Regions from separate parts of the Sus scrofa genome. Here regions 1, 3, 4 and 5 are each linked to region 2. A link is a contact called in public HiChIP or PLAC-seq data. All regions are on one chromosome and are shown on one strand. Each heading gives the region's core, a stretch centred on a gene start, on an enhancer-like site or on the middle of the called end of the contact. The rest is flanking DNA. Distances are from core to core; before and after follow the strand shown. Region 1 overlaps RASGRF1 (ras-specific guanine nucleotide-releasing factor 1). Region 2 overlaps ADAMTS7 (A disintegrin and metalloproteinase with thrombospondin motifs 7). Region 3 holds the start of DNAJA4 (DnaJ heat shock protein family (Hsp40) member A4). Region 4 overlaps CTSH (cathepsin H). Region 5 overlaps MORF4L1 (mortality factor 4-like protein 1).

Region 1 (2,700 bases), core at 41-2,540, 230 kb before region 2:
GGGTAGGTCAAGTTCAGGGATCCCCATGGACCTCACTGCTCTGGGAGGGACCTGCCAGGAAATGTGGGGGCCAACAGGTGCTTTCCTTTTCTGCCTGGACCTCAGCTGTGGATGCTGCAGTAAGCCTCCGAGCACCCCTGAGTGCTCCCTCAACACCCGCCCCGGCAAGACTGGGGCCAGGGCGTCCACTCTGGGGCTGCCTAGAGCAGAGCCTCAGAGTTATAGCAACTCCCCAGGGCTGCTGGGAGGCCAAGCCAGTCCTGAGTGCAAGCCCAGGACACAAGGAGGGGTTAGGAAGCCTGGCAACTCTAACTGTCCCTCCGCTGGCCCTATACCTCTGCTGCCAGAGCAGGCCAGCTGCCCCCTGTGTCTCCTCTGTCCCCTCCCCCAGTTCCTCCCTGCTTCCTCCCACCCCTACCCCCACCCCCCAGTGCTCAAGGTTCACCTGCTTAACCTCAGCAGCCAGCTTTCCGGGGCCCTGAGACAGCAGGAGGAACCACCCTATCCAGGATGGATTCAAGCCTGAAAACCACTGGAGACCGTTCCCCAGGGACCCTCACATTCCTAGGAACCTGGGAACCTCCTAGGATTCCACCCAGCAGGCACAGCCTGTCAGTGGAAAGACGCAGGTTCTGATCCCAGTGCAGCCCTGTCACCTGGGCCGAATCCCTTCACCTCCCTGAGCTTCGGCGTTCCATCTGTGACACGGAAATAAGAATACCTTCCTCCCAGGGCAATGGTGAGGATTAAATGATACGGTCTGGAGTTCCCATCATGGCTCAGTGGTTAACGAATCCGACTAGGAACCATGAGGTGGCAGGTTTGATCCCTGGCCTTGCTCAGTGCGTTAAGGATCCGGCATTGCCGTGAGCTATGGTGTGGGTCGCAGACATGGCTTGGATCTGGCATTGATGTGGCTGTGGTGTAGGCTAGTGGCTACAGCTCCAATTCAACCCCTAGCCTGGGAACCTCCATATGCCAAGGGTGCGGCCCTAGAAAAGACAAAAAAAATGATACAGTCTCTCCCGGGATTAACATATTCCATGCTGTGGGCAACTGTTGGTACTATTATGTACCATCCCCTTTTTCCACCCTGGCCCTGAGGTGTGGGCCCTGTCTGAGGATGAAAAGAAGAATGGCTGGGACTGCTGGGAGACCCCCCGCCTCAGCTTCCTGCCCCCAAGTATCCACCGAGGCCAATCAAGCACCTGAGTGAAATAGAAAGGACATGGGTTTAGAGTCAGGAGGTGCCAGATGAGTCATTTCCTGTCTCCGAGCTCAGCTCCCTTGTCCATAAACTCCCAGGACCTGGGTGAGTCTGAGGTCAGAGGGTGTGGGTGACAGCAGGCCTGTTGGGGGCACCTAGAGAGGTTTCTCAGAGGCACGCGCGGGTCAGGTTTCTCTGCTGCCGACCAGAGGGAGGCCGAAGAGGGAGCGTCAGGCACTGTGCCACCAAAGCCCATGTCCCCTCCCAAAGCGGGACACCTGGGTCTATAGACACCTGGCTGCAGCCATTTAACCGCACAGGCCTTTTGGCCTGGCCTCCTCTCAAACCCACCTGCTCAGAGGGTCGGCCTGGGTGTCAGGGATCATGAGAATGAGGGAGCCGTGCTGGCCCTCTGAGCCCCCCAGGACCGGGGGTGGGGGGCCAGGCCTGGGCAGGCAGTCAGGCCCCTGCTGACCATTTGTTTTCACTCCCTGCCCTCCCACAGGTCACTGGAGCTCTTGTTTGCCAGCGGCCAAAACAACAAGCTCCTGTACGGGGACCCCCCCAAGTCCCCACGAGCCACCCGCAAGTTCTCCTCGCCGCCACCCCTGTCCATCACCAAGACGTCGTCACCCAGCCGCCGGCGGAAGCTCTCCCTGAATATCCCCATCATCACGGGCGGCAAGGCCCTGGACCTGGCCGCCCTCAGCTGCAACTCCAACGGCTACACCAGCATGTACTCGGCCATGTCGCCTTTCAGCAAGGCCACCCTGGACACCAGCAAGCTCTACGTGTCCAGCAGCTTTGCCAGCAAGATTCCAGATGAGGGCGATACGACCGCTGAGAAGCCTGAAGAACCCTCAGCTCTCAGAAAGCAGAGTGAGTGGATGCAGGGCCGAGCCACCCCCTTGGCTCGCCGGCCCACGGAGGCCGGCCCAGCCCTGCCAGGCTGCCCTGGGACAGGAGGGGCGGCTGAGGGTCCCCGCCTGATCAGGGAGAAAGAGCAGAGCCTGGAACGGGGAGAAGCAGCTGAATTTGGGAGCCCAGGCTGCAGAACGACAGCAAAGATTCCAAAGAAGTGGGATAAGTGTCTCTCCCATCATCCAGCTCCGCAATCCCCTGACGACAGCTGCCTCCTGCCTCCTTGTATTTGTCCAAGGAGGTGGGCATGTCCTGGGCCCAGCCCTGGTCAGGGCTTGGGAGAGAAGAGGGCCTCAGACCTAGTTCTTGCCCCCCAGGGATTCCCAGCACCCCTGAAGAGCAGGACCAGGCACCTGACACCTGCTGTGCTAGAGGGATGCTCCAGGGAGGTGTGGGGACACCATCGGGAGAGTCAGAGAAGGCTTCCTCGAGAACCCATTAGATCTAGATTTTCACCAGGAGAACGAGAGGACACTCTAGACAAAGAGAATGGAGTGGGCAAGACGAGGGAGGGACGGGGGCAAGGAAAAGCATTGTGTGTTCAGGGAACAGCTGGATGCTCACACGCCTTT
Region 2 (2,700 bases), core at 173-2,672:
GGCAGTGGCTGCCCGGATGCCCCCCTGCAGGGCAGGCCAAGGGGAGGCTCACCCCTGCCCCGCTCCCTGCAGTGCTCAGCCCCCTGCGGTGGCGGCGTCCAGCGGCGCCTGGTCAAGTGCGTTAATACCCAGAGTGGGCTGCCCGAGGAAGACAGCGACCAGTGCGGCCACGAGGCCTGGCCCGAGAGCTCCCGGCCTTGTGGCATCCAGGACTGCGAGCTCACAGAGCTGCCACGTGAGTGCCCCGACGGCTCTCAGTGGGGAGATGGGGGTCCTCAGGCCATTGGGCACCAGCTGAGGGGGAGCCTCGGAGCAACTGGGGCTGTGCTGGGGTGGGGCCCCAGGGGAGTCGTCCCCCCGCGGGCAGCTTTGTTGAGTGCAGGGGAGGCATGGAGGTTGCAGCCTCAGCCCCTAGTCTGTGTGTGACCCCAGGCAAGCTCTTTTCCCTTCTGGTCTCAGTTACGCGCCTGCCCCCAGAATAAGGCTGGGATGTCCCTGAGACAGGGCCGCAGGCCGGGGTGAGCCCAGCCCAGGCTCTGGCCTGTCCGCTTCCTGGCCAGGGGAGGGCTGCCCGGAATGAGCAGAGGAGCCGCAGGAAAGGGCCTCCCTCCTGGGGTCCTGCGAGCTCCCAGCAGCGGGTGGCTTCCTGGCCAGCTGGGTCCTCCTGGAGGAAGAGCCTCTGCCAGAGGGGGCTCTGGACACACACACACACTTCCTTCCTGCAGCATAGCACCCCCGCTGGCCCCATCCAGCGGTGCTGAGCACAGAAACTGTGGTCCTGGAGTCACTCCTGGCCACCCCACATCCCTGTCCAGGCCGCCACTCTTAGAGTGTAAAGGCACAGACGACCCCTGTTCTCCTAAGTCAGGTCTTAAGGGGAAGGGCCCGGGACGTGCTCAGAGAAGGCTGGCTGCTTCCTTTCCCTCGTGGTCACCGCATCGCCCCTCATGAGGTTAGGAAGAGCGCCTCGAGCTACCTCTGAAAGTCATGAGAACCCAGCAGCTTCTGTGCTTATCACGTCTGACCCCTGCTCCTAGGACAAGGTCCCCCCAGGACAAGGTCCCCCCAGACTGGCTCCTTGGCAGTCCTTGGACAGGCCCAGCCTAGCTACTGCTGTGCTTTGCTGCCCATGCCACTGGCCAGTGTGGTCTTCCTGCCCAGGTCTCCTTACCTCGAGGCCCAGCAGAAATCCCACCCACCCTGAGCACCCTGCCCTCAGCATCCATCCACCGAGCGCCTCAGCGCCTCCCGCGCACAGCCTCAGGCTGGCTGCTGGTGCCCAGGTGAGGAGTCAGGGGCGGAGACCAGCCAAGGAAGTGACTGCATGTTGAGACCCTGGAGTCCCCAGGATGTTTTGATGCTCTGTGGGGCTGTGTGGCAGGACGTTTGGAAAGCCTGTTAACTCCAGGGTGTGTAGTCATCGTGCTGAGGCAGCGGACACAGCTTGGCCACATCCGTTGGCCTGTGGAGGTGGGGCTCTGGAGAGGTTAAGAAACTGGCCTGAGGTCACACAGCAGGAACAGGTCTGCAGCTGCGTATGTTAGAGCTGCTCCCCAGAGCCACAGTGGAGGAGCCAGCCTGCTGCCTTGTGCCCTCTGCTGGGACCCAGGAATGTCCCAGGGCTGCCAGTTGCCTTCCTGCTTCTCTTCCCCTGGGGTGTCAGCTGGAGTGAGCAGGGCCAGGCGGCAGCTGGGGGCTGTCAGAGGCGGCGGGCGCAAGGCCAGGAGGCTGGAAGCAAGCCGCGTCCCAAAATAGCTTTGATAAGCACAGGGCAGGAGAGCCTGCCAAGCCTCAGCCCCGGACAGGCACAGCCGGCCTGCAGCCTTCCTCTGGCCACCCTCAGGAGGCCTGGGTTCCGCTGATGGGCTCTATGGTCCAGGTCACACCTGCTCTCTCTGGGCCTCAGTGCTTGGCCTGGCTGATGAGACCTGGTATGTGACCCACAACTGAAGCTGAGTATCACCCATGTGGCTGCAGGGGGTCAGGGAGGCCTGACAGGTGCCTTTGGGCAGAGGGAGGTGGCAGGGCTGGAGGGCAGAGGCCGCTGTAGGCTGGCCTGAGGCACCTGGGACCTTAGTTGACATGTCAGGTTGCTGGAGCCTGCGGGGACAGAGAGGGGTGGCAGGCCCCTTGACTTCTCATGAGCACTTTCCTCTGGAAACCTGAGCCCAGCAGTGCCAGTGCTCCAGCCCTGAAGGTGGGGGCCAAGGCCAAGTGGGACAGACTAACAGCTGGAGATCTGCAACTCAGGTCCAGGGGAGCCCCTCTGGAAACAGCAGGCCGATGCTTCGGTGGTGGCTGCAGGTCCCCTTAAGGCTGCTGAGGGGCAAGGAGAGGGCCTTGGTCAAATCTCAGGGAAGCCATGCCACTTGGGTACAGGCAGGAACGGGGCTGTTCTGGTGTCTTGACCCTCCCTCTGCCCCCAGGCTGTGAGCGCGATCGCCTGTCGTTTGGTTTCTGCGAGACTCTGCGCCTGCTGGGCCGCTGCCAGCTGCCCACCGTCCGCTCCCAGTGCTGTCGCTCCTGCCCCCTGCCCGGCCACGGCGCCCCCTCCCGTGGCCATCAGCGGGTCGCCCGCCGCTGACCCACGGCCCAGCCCAGCCAGGATTCCCAGATCGACAGACACACAGACCTCAGCGCCCAGCACGGGCCGCGGCGGAGCCCCTGTCCCTCGCGCCCTCATGGTGCTAACCCGCCCCT
Region 3 (2,700 bases), core at 166-2,665, 260 kb after region 2:
TAGAAGCTTTCAGAGTGATCAAGAGCCCTGTGAAGAAGGCAGGCAGGTGGCAATGACCATGTCTTGCTGATGAGGAAACCAGCTCAGAGACATAAGGCTCATAGAGTTAACAACAGCTGGGTATGGAATCAAGCTTCTTGACCTCTAGCTGTGAGTTCTCTGCCAAAGGTTACTGCTCCAGAGGAGTCTGAGATGAAAAAAAGCAATGCCTCCAAGCATACCCACGAGCAACTTCTCTTGTAAGTTAAAAGTTGTTTCTCACCTCTACTGAACACGTGGAAGAGGGAGAGTGCCTGCTTCAGCCACAGGGCCAAAAACGAAGCCAAAGGATCCCAGAGAGGTGAGCAGTGGCCCTCTCCGACAGCGTTCCACCTGCAGAAGCCCAGGCTGGGCTGGAGCAGAAGGCCTGCACTTCTCTGATAGTGCTGCTTTCCACGCCCACGTAACTGCAGCGGGTAGTGATCCTGGCTACCGGGCACTACTGGGACCTGGGCACAGTGAAGGAAGTCCTGGGCCTGTTACTATCCCTCCCTCCTGGGCAACGAGAGTCCTGCTGCAGTCACTGGACTCGCCCTCCCACCCCTAGCGTGTGCATGAGCCTAGTCCAACTGTGTGGGCTCGGAGAAGAGAGCGCACTGCCCACCCTGTGGAGACCTGGGGGACATCGCTGCTCACATCTGGGGGACTTCAGAGGCTCCCAGGTGTGGGCAGTAAGACCACCGTCCACAGCTGGGGTCAGCAAAGCACCACTGCATGTATCTGGAAGGGCTTAGGCTCTGCTCAGCCTTGAAGATGCCCTGAGGGGCGCCAGTAGCTGCAGGGCCTCAGGAAATGTGGCCACGCAGCGGGAGAGGCCCCAACCCACTCCAAACCCCTCAAAAATGCAACAATCCGAGATAGGCCTCAGGGCGCACCGGGACCATGACCAAACAGAGGGCGGCCACACCCCCAGGGAGAGGCCGGGTGCGGACCGTGGGGCGCAGCCCTCCCAGTCCAACCCCTCCACCCGGGTTCCCGCCGACGCCACCCTCCAGGCCGCGCTCTCCTGGAGCCAACCGGACCCACGGACCCGCGGAAGGGAAAGGGGACAGCCCCGGGGCGGCGGGACTGTCGTCGGAAGGCACCCTCCACGCCGAAGCCATCTTCCAAGCCCCCCAACATGGCCCGCGGCGGCAGCCAGAATTGGAGCTCCGGGGAGTCAGACGGGCGGCCGGAGGAGCAGGGGGCCGAAGACACCGGGTGAGCTGGGGCGTCGGGGTCCCTGCCGCGTACTCTCCGCGGCGCGCTAGCCCGCAGCCCCGGGCGCCGCCGGAACCTCCGCGAAGCTTCTGGGTCTTTGTGGCGTCACTGTCTCCTTGTGGAACCTTCCGCCGGCGCCGAATAAAACCCGCCGCGGAGGAGGCGGCGGCTCGAGTGCGGCGGTGCCGGGCGCGGAGGTCGGCCCGGCGCGGGCTGGCGGGCGGGCGGGAGGTTCGGGCGGCGGCGCCCGTGACCGTGACGCGCGGGCGGGCAGCGGGGGCGCGGGCCAGAGGCCCGACGGGGGCGTTCGGGGCGCACTGACCGTCCTGCCCGCCCCGCCCCGCAGAGACAAGATGGTGAAGGAGACCCAGTACTATGACATCCTGGGGGTGAAGCCCAGCGCCTCCCCGGAGGAGATCAAGAAGGCCTATCGGAAGCTGGCGCTGAAGTACCACCCGGACAAGAACCCGGATGAGGGCGAGAAGGTGCGGGCCGGGCTCGGGGCGGTGCGGGCCGGGCTCGCGCGGGGCCCGCCGTCAATTATTCAGCCCGGGAGCTCGGGGGCTGTGAATTATTGAAGTCGGTGGGGAACCCGAGCCGCATTTGTTGGTGAGGCGGTCGCCAGGCGCCGCGCACCCCGCAGCGGGGCCGGGCCGAGCCGAGGGTGGCCCGAGGCCGAGGGGGCGCGGCGCGGTCAGGTGGAGGGCACTTTGTCAAGCGCCCGCCCCTCGCCCGGCGAGAGCAGGCGGTGGGGGGAGGCACCGGGGCCCCTCGTGATCCCCTGTGCAGCCCATTCATCCTCCGTTCGCTCCACGAGTGTTCAGGGGGCCCCTCCGAACGCCAAGAAGGGCTGGGACTGAAACGCGGGACCCCAGTTCTCATAGGATGTGCGGGCATTCCTTACAGGAGAGGCAGCCAGCCGGGAAACTGAGGCACGCGTGACCCGAAGTTGGTTACTTGCTGCGAATGACCAGGATTGGATTATTTTTGTGCTCATATTCCCTGTTGATGCGTAAGCCCTAGAGATGAGTTTCTTTTCGTCTGAGCTGGTACCTTGGACAAACCCGGTGTCCTTCTTGAGAATGGCTGGACTGGATTTGTCCTGGGGGCCGGTCTTCTGCCTGATAAAGGTTGTCAGACATTGATTAATCGCATTTTTCTTTATTAAAGAGGGACACGGAGATCTTTAATCTGACACATCATTTTAAGTGAACAGTCCGGATTTTCTGTGGCAAACGACCCATAATTGATCCTCAGTACCAATAATAGGCTGAAAAATGCTTTGCACAGCGGAGGCCTGAATTAAACTTTTCATCCTGTTCAAAGGAAGAGTCAAGCTGCTTTTTTATGCCCAAGGAGGCTCATTCTGCACCTGAATAGACGACTAGGAAGATCAGGCATTGATCCTAGGGAAAGCTTGTTGGCCTTCTCACTCCTCCTTTGACTTCTTGCTATTTTCTT
Region 4 (2,700 bases), core at 138-2,637, 160 kb before region 2:
AGGCTTCACCCCAGGGTTTTTCAGAAAACCCAGTTCTTGGCATTGCTAACATGGGTTTATCTCACCCACGTGTTTTGCCTCTTTTGCAACGTGAGTTCAGCCCCTCTGGCAGCGGCCTGGTGTCTCGTTCATGGCCTCCTTGGCATTTGTTTCTAAATGTTTCTAAATGCCAGTGTTCTCCAGGGCTTTCTCCTCAGCCTTCTGCCCTCTTCTCACACACTCCTTGAACTCCAACTGTTTGCTGACAGTTTCCACATCTCCATCTGCCAGCCGGGTCTCTGCCGAGCGTTAGACACCTAGGGCCAAGGGCCTCCCCACAGCTGGATAGCCCCTGGAAACCTTGGGTCCCATGTTTCCTCCCCACAGTCAGACACGGCTCTCCACTCTCTCCCCCATGTCTCTGTCTCTGTTGCTTCCTCACTGGCTCATCTTTGTGCCCCAACTCGTGGCCAGTCAGCCTTCTGGAACATTCTTCTTGCCACACCAACTCCTACAGACTCCATGTCTTCCCAGTGTTCAGTGTCCTAGCTTAGCTGAAGGAAGACTTAAAATCTCTCCAGCTCATCTCCCATCAGAACCACCTTCATCCTCCCTGTTCCACCTGTGCCCCCCGCTGCAGGCCCCCCCCCGCCAAGGGTTTGTGCTTTTATGCAGGTGCCCTCCCTTCTCAGGAAAGTTTCTTTCCCCCCCACCCTCAAGTGGTTGGGCCCTCCCTTTGGGCTCTTGTCACAGCTGGCACAGCCCTCAGTCCACTGTAAGGAAGTAGCCTCTTCTGCTCCCTGCCAGTCTGCTCCCTGCCAAGGAAGCCTCCTAAACTCAGGAGCAGAGCTTTGCCCGCTGCTGGCGTCCAGGCTCCTTGCCCCAGGCCTGCCTGGCACAGACCAGAAACTCAGTTACCCATCAGCTGAACGGATACTTGAGCACTGCTGTTTGTCCTCTGGAAATTCTCAGTGTTTCCTTATGGGAACTAAACTAGTTCACTGTCTTATATGGGAAACCTATATAATTGCCCTTAAATACAAGGGAGTCATTTTAGTTTTAGTGACGTAGGGATGGTTTCCAATGTTGTGATCATTTCTGCTGTATAATAAAGTGATTCAGTTCTACATATACACACATCCATTCTTAAAGGGGATCCTCAAAATAAATACAGTGGCAGCAAAGCAATGCTGTGTGACACACTGACCAGGCACTGTTGCCCTCAGAGGTGCAACCAGAGGGCTCCTCTCTGCTTGTGAAGAGAGAGACATTGGAAAGTGTTAGGTGTCCGAGCTGGGCCAGCACCACACCAAGATGCTTTCCTTTGGGTGAGCAGAACCCAAGGGGCGGAGGAGAACACTGCTCTTGCACTGTGACTCATCGACTTAACGCACCGCCTTTAATGATCTCCAGCCCCCTCTCTTTGCGCAACACTGCTCTCAATCACTTGGGTGTGATTGAGTCATCTTGTACAATTTCCATATTTGCAAACACTTTTTATTTTGGTTTTCCAGTACCTCCTGCCATAAAACTCCAGATAAAGTCAACCACGCAGTACTGGCTGTTGGGTACGGAGAAGAAAATGGGATACCATATTGGATTGTGAAAAACTCATGGGGTCCCCAGTGGGGAATGAATGGGTAAGCAGCTTCCAGTTCCCTGTGCTGGGAGGGGGGCCCTCGGAGGAGACCTCCACCTCAAATGTGGCTTCCAAGAAGGGGCTGGTCAGCTGAGCCTTGGCCCAAGCCAGGAGGAGGGGAGTGTGAGGATGGAGTCTCACGCCCTCAAGACCCCTCCAGCAGCCCCTCTCTCCCTGGATGCCACATCTTAAAGATGCTGTGCCAGGAACAGGAGTCTGTTTGGCTCAGTAGGTTCTGTGTCCACGGCTAGGAAAGAGTTCACAACACAAAGCCTTGCTGGGACTAAGCCCACATCGGGAAGGGCCCACTGGTGAGAAATCAAGGCAACAAGTTAACCCCTGATGGTTGACAGCTCCTCTTTGTAGGAGAAGAGGGCTGGAATCAGGTGGCCCAGGTACCTATCTAGTTTTTTTTGTTTTTTTGGGTTTTTTTTTGTCTTTTGTCCACACCCATGGCATATGGAGGTTCCCAGACTAGGGGTCCAATTGGAGCTACAGCTGCCGGCCTATACCGTAGCCACAGCAATGCCAGATCCAAGCTGAGTCTGTGACCTACATCACAGCTCAGGGAAACGCTGGATCCTTAACCCACTGAGTGAGGCCAGGGATCGATCCTGCAACCTCATGGTTCCTAGTCAGATTTGATTCTGCAGCTTCACGACGGGAACTCCCCATATACCTATCTTGATGTGATTTTGTCCAGGTCTCTCCTCTCAGACTTTGTATGTCCTCATGGGAAAAGGAGACTTTCCTCTGTTACCACAGGGGGTCCTGGTGATATTTAAATAACCATGTGAGGGCCTAGGCAGGGCTAAGAAGGGGGCCCTTAGGAATTCTGGAGAGAAGTGAGACGCAGATAGAGTAAGAGGGTTCTTGGGGTTCCTGTTGTGGCTCAGTGGTAATGAACCTGATTAGCATTCATGAGGGTGCAGGTTCAATCCCTGGCCCTCTCGGTGGGTTGAGGATCTGGTGTGAGCTGTGATGTAGGTCCCCAAAGTGGCTTGGATCTGAGGTTGCTGTGGCTGTGGTGTAGGCTGGCAGCCGTAGCTCCTATTTTTGACCCTAGCCTGGGACCCTCCATA
Region 5 (2,700 bases), core at 186-2,685, 130 kb before region 2:
TATGTGCAACTGGGTCACTTTGCTGTTCAGTAGAAAACTGACAGAACACTGTAAACCAACTATAATGGAAAAAATAAAAATAATTTAAAAAAACAAAATATTTCATTAGTATTCAGACTCTGTCCTCCAATTTCTCATTTTAAGAAATCCAAGAGGCAAGTCTTTGGATCTCTTTGAACTAATTTGCTGAACCAGCATTACAAATTCACTTTCAACTAAAGTGAAAATCTGTTCTATCAAAAGGCAATAAACGTATTCTGAAAAGCAACGTTCCAAATCTAAACTGCCAGAATCCAAAAGAGATCATTCACATTGTTCTTTAAAATAGCACAAGAGCAGGGAGTTCTTGCTGTGGTGCAGCGGAAACAAATCTGACTAGTATTCTCAAGGATGCAGGTTTGATTCAATGGGTTAAGGATCCGGCGTTGCTGTGAGCTATGGTGTAGGTCACAGACGCAGCTAGGATCTAGCTCCAATTCGACCCCTAGCCTGGGAGCTTCCTATGCCACATCTTCGGCCCTGAGAGTCCAAAAAAAAAAGCACAAGAGCAAGGCATTAGCCTAAGAGCCCCTAAGCAATTATCCTTACAGTATAAAGATATCAAAAAGAATGTTGAATTTCCTTGTGGTGCAGCAGGCTAAAGATCCAGTGCTCTTACTGCAGAAGCTCAGATTACTGCTGTGACTTGGGTTCCATCCCTGGCCTGGGAACTTTCACATGCTGCAGGGGTGGCCAATAAATAAATAAATGAATTTTAATTTCAAAAAAATAAGGCACAGGAATCCATAATAAGCTGACTTTAAATTAAAGAACTAGGAGTTCCCATCATGGCGCAGTAGTTAACGAATCCAACTAGGAACCAGGAGGTTGCGGGTTCGGTCCCTGCCCTTGCTCAGTGGGTTAACAATCCGGCGTTGCCGTGAGCTGTGGTATAGGTTGCAGACGCGGCTCGGATCCTGCGTTGCTGTGGCTCTGGCGTAGGCCGGCAGCTACAGCTCCAATTCGACCCCTAGCCTGGGAACCTCCATATGCCGTGGGAGCGGCCCAAGAAATGGCAAAAAAGACAAAAAATAAAAAAATAAATAAAAAATAAATTAAAGAACTAAAACTGGTTAACTTTGTTACAAAGTTATGTAATTCTCTGTGTCTTAGTTTCATTACATATAAAATGAGGAGTAACAGTACCTATCTCATAGGATCATTATGAAAATTATACATGTAAAACACTTGAAAGTTTGACACAAAAAATAAACACTCAAAGGTATGTCAGACACATGTATCTACAATACTCTAATACCACCTAGATCAACTCAGCTAAGACTGTATATTGAAGTGTTACAGGAAGTTCCCTTGTGGCACAGCAGGTTAAGGATACAGCATTGCCTCAGTTGTGGTGCAGGCTGCTAATTGCAGCCTGGGTTGGATCCGTGGCCCAGGAACTTCCACATGCTCTCCCCTCCCCCAAGTGTTAAAATAGTTATTAAACCACATCATCTTTTTTTTTTTTTTGTCTTTTTGCCATTTCCTGGGCTGCTCCTGCGGCACATGGAGGTTCCCAGGCTAGGGGTTGAATCGGAGCTGTAGCTGCCAGCCTACGCCAAAGCCACAGCAACACGGGACCCGAGCCGCGTCTGCAGCCTACACCACAGCTCACGGCAATGCCGGATCGTTAACCCACTGAGCAAGGGCAGGGACCGAACCTGCAACCTCATGGTTCCTAGTCAGATTTGTTAACCACTGTTCCACAACACGGAACTCCAACCACATCATCTTAAACCTTCACTCACGAATACACCTACTTCCAACAGATAGCCACAAGAATGCCTTTCTAAATAACAAAAGGTAGAACCAACCACTCTCTTAAAATATCTAGTTGCTAAAGCATTCTGTCACTTGGAAAAGCTCCTTCAGGACTTCCCACTGTGGCACAGTGGGTTAAGAACCCAAGTGCAGCGGCTTGGGTAGCTGTGGAGGTTTGGGTTCAATCCCTGGCCCAGGAATTTTTTTAGGCCTCGCCTGGGGCATGTGGCCAGGGATCTTAACTGCACCACGGCAGTGACGACACTAAATTCTTAACCTACTGAGCCACAAGGAACTTCAAAACAAGGTATTTTTAAAATATTTATTTTATTGACATATCGTTGATGTTGTTAATTTCTACTGTACAGCAGAGTGATTCAGTTACACACACATATATATATATATATATATATACACATTTTTTTTCATAATCTTTTCTATTACAGCTTATCACAGGATACGGAATACAATTACCTGTACTATATAGTAGGACTTTGTTCAAAGCAAGGTCTCTGATGTGATTTTTTTTTCCAAAGGGAAAAACAAAGGCCAGGTTATTTCTTAGGGAATGCTGAACTTTTTGTGCAGATTCTTTTCTCCTGCTGATGGAGCTCCTTTATTGACACTATTAGATGTATTCTCAGTTTTTTACTTAATGACTTCCCACCTCTGACCTCTAAGATAGCCAAAAGTAGAATAAATAATAAAATGCAACCCTCAACATGATTTCCTTGAGAAAACTTTAAAACATGCATTTACCTAGAGGTCAGGAGGGGGTGGTGTACTGAGGGAGCTCCTTCAGGAACAGGAAAAAGGGCTACAATATCCTCACGTCTCTTCAAAGTTTTTTCAGAGCGCCTGGGCCTCACAGCACTTCTGATACAGACAGCATAGTACAAA

Evidence for each region. HiChIP or PLAC-seq counts read pairs in DNA pulled down with a chosen protein or histone mark.
Region 1: a contact with region 2 is called in an H3K27ac HiChIP or PLAC-seq map of alveolar macrophages. The contact joins two enhancer-like sites. A contact is called at or near these places in 1 of 47 Hi-C or Micro-C datasets (subcutaneous adipose tissue) and 2 of 2 datasets of contacts at active chromatin or transcription factors (alveolar macrophages and skeletal muscle).
Region 3: an H3K27ac HiChIP or PLAC-seq map of skeletal muscle shows a contact between it and region 2. The contact joins the promoter of DNAJA4 here to the enhancer-like site in region 2. A contact is called at or near these places in 2 of 5 promoter capture datasets (fetal liver and liver), 4 of 47 Hi-C or Micro-C datasets (fetal heart ventricle, fibroblasts, mesenchymal stem cells and 1 more) and 1 of 2 datasets of contacts at active chromatin or transcription factors (skeletal muscle).
Region 4: an H3K27ac HiChIP or PLAC-seq map of skeletal muscle shows a contact between it and region 2. The contact joins two enhancer-like sites. A contact is called at or near these places in 2 of 2 datasets of contacts at active chromatin or transcription factors (alveolar macrophages and skeletal muscle).
Region 5: a contact with region 2 is called in an H3K27ac HiChIP or PLAC-seq map of alveolar macrophages. The contact joins two enhancer-like sites.

The regions. Positions count from the first base shown.
Region 1 is chr7:48,158,826-48,161,525 of Sscrofa11.1, reverse strand. RASGRF1 (ras-specific guanine nucleotide-releasing factor 1) reads left to right here. Exons shown (of 27, transcript XM_003128446.6): 15 at 1,713-2,086. Among named protein-coding and RNA genes, the nearest start is that of CTSH, 54 kb to the right of the region's middle. Within about 2 kb of position 1,290, at least 8 of the 83 cell types and tissues checked have an H3K27ac peak or open chromatin away from gene starts, as enhancers often do. A contact at or near this core is called in alveolar macrophages, where this site is marked.
Region 2 is chr7:47,929,148-47,931,847 of Sscrofa11.1, reverse strand. ADAMTS7 (A disintegrin and metalloproteinase with thrombospondin motifs 7) reads left to right here. Exons shown (of 24, transcript XM_021098839.1): 23 at 73-235; 24 at 2,427-2,700. The coding sequence ends at 2,584. Among named protein-coding and RNA genes, the nearest start is that of ADAMTS7, 64 kb to the left of the region's middle. Within about 2 kb of position 1,422, at least 35 of the 83 cell types and tissues checked have an H3K27ac peak or open chromatin away from gene starts, as enhancers often do. A contact at or near this core is called in alveolar macrophages, fetal liver, liver and 2 more, where this site is marked.
Region 3 is chr7:47,673,605-47,676,304 of Sscrofa11.1, reverse strand. It overlaps DNAJA4 (DnaJ heat shock protein family (Hsp40) member A4), which reads left to right and starts at 1,415. Exons shown (of 8, transcript NM_214339.1): 1 at 1,415-1,436; 2 at 1,586-1,724. The coding sequence starts at 1,593.
Region 4 is chr7:48,085,513-48,088,212 of Sscrofa11.1, reverse strand. It overlaps CTSH (cathepsin H), which reads left to right. Exons shown (of 12, transcript NM_213929.2): 11 at 1,494-1,619. Among named protein-coding and RNA genes, the nearest start is that of CTSH, 19 kb to the left of the region's middle. Within about 2 kb of position 1,387, at least 37 of the 83 cell types and tissues checked have an H3K27ac peak or open chromatin away from gene starts, as enhancers often do. A contact at or near this core is called in alveolar macrophages and skeletal muscle, where this site is marked.
Region 5 is chr7:48,061,491-48,064,190 of Sscrofa11.1, reverse strand. All of the region lies in intron 3 of MORF4L1 (mortality factor 4-like protein 1), which reads right to left. Among named protein-coding and RNA genes, the nearest start is that of MORF4L1, 13 kb to the right of the region's middle. Within about 2 kb of position 1,435, at least 1 of the 83 cell types and tissues checked has an H3K27ac peak or open chromatin away from gene starts, as enhancers often do. A contact at or near this core is called in alveolar macrophages, where this site is marked.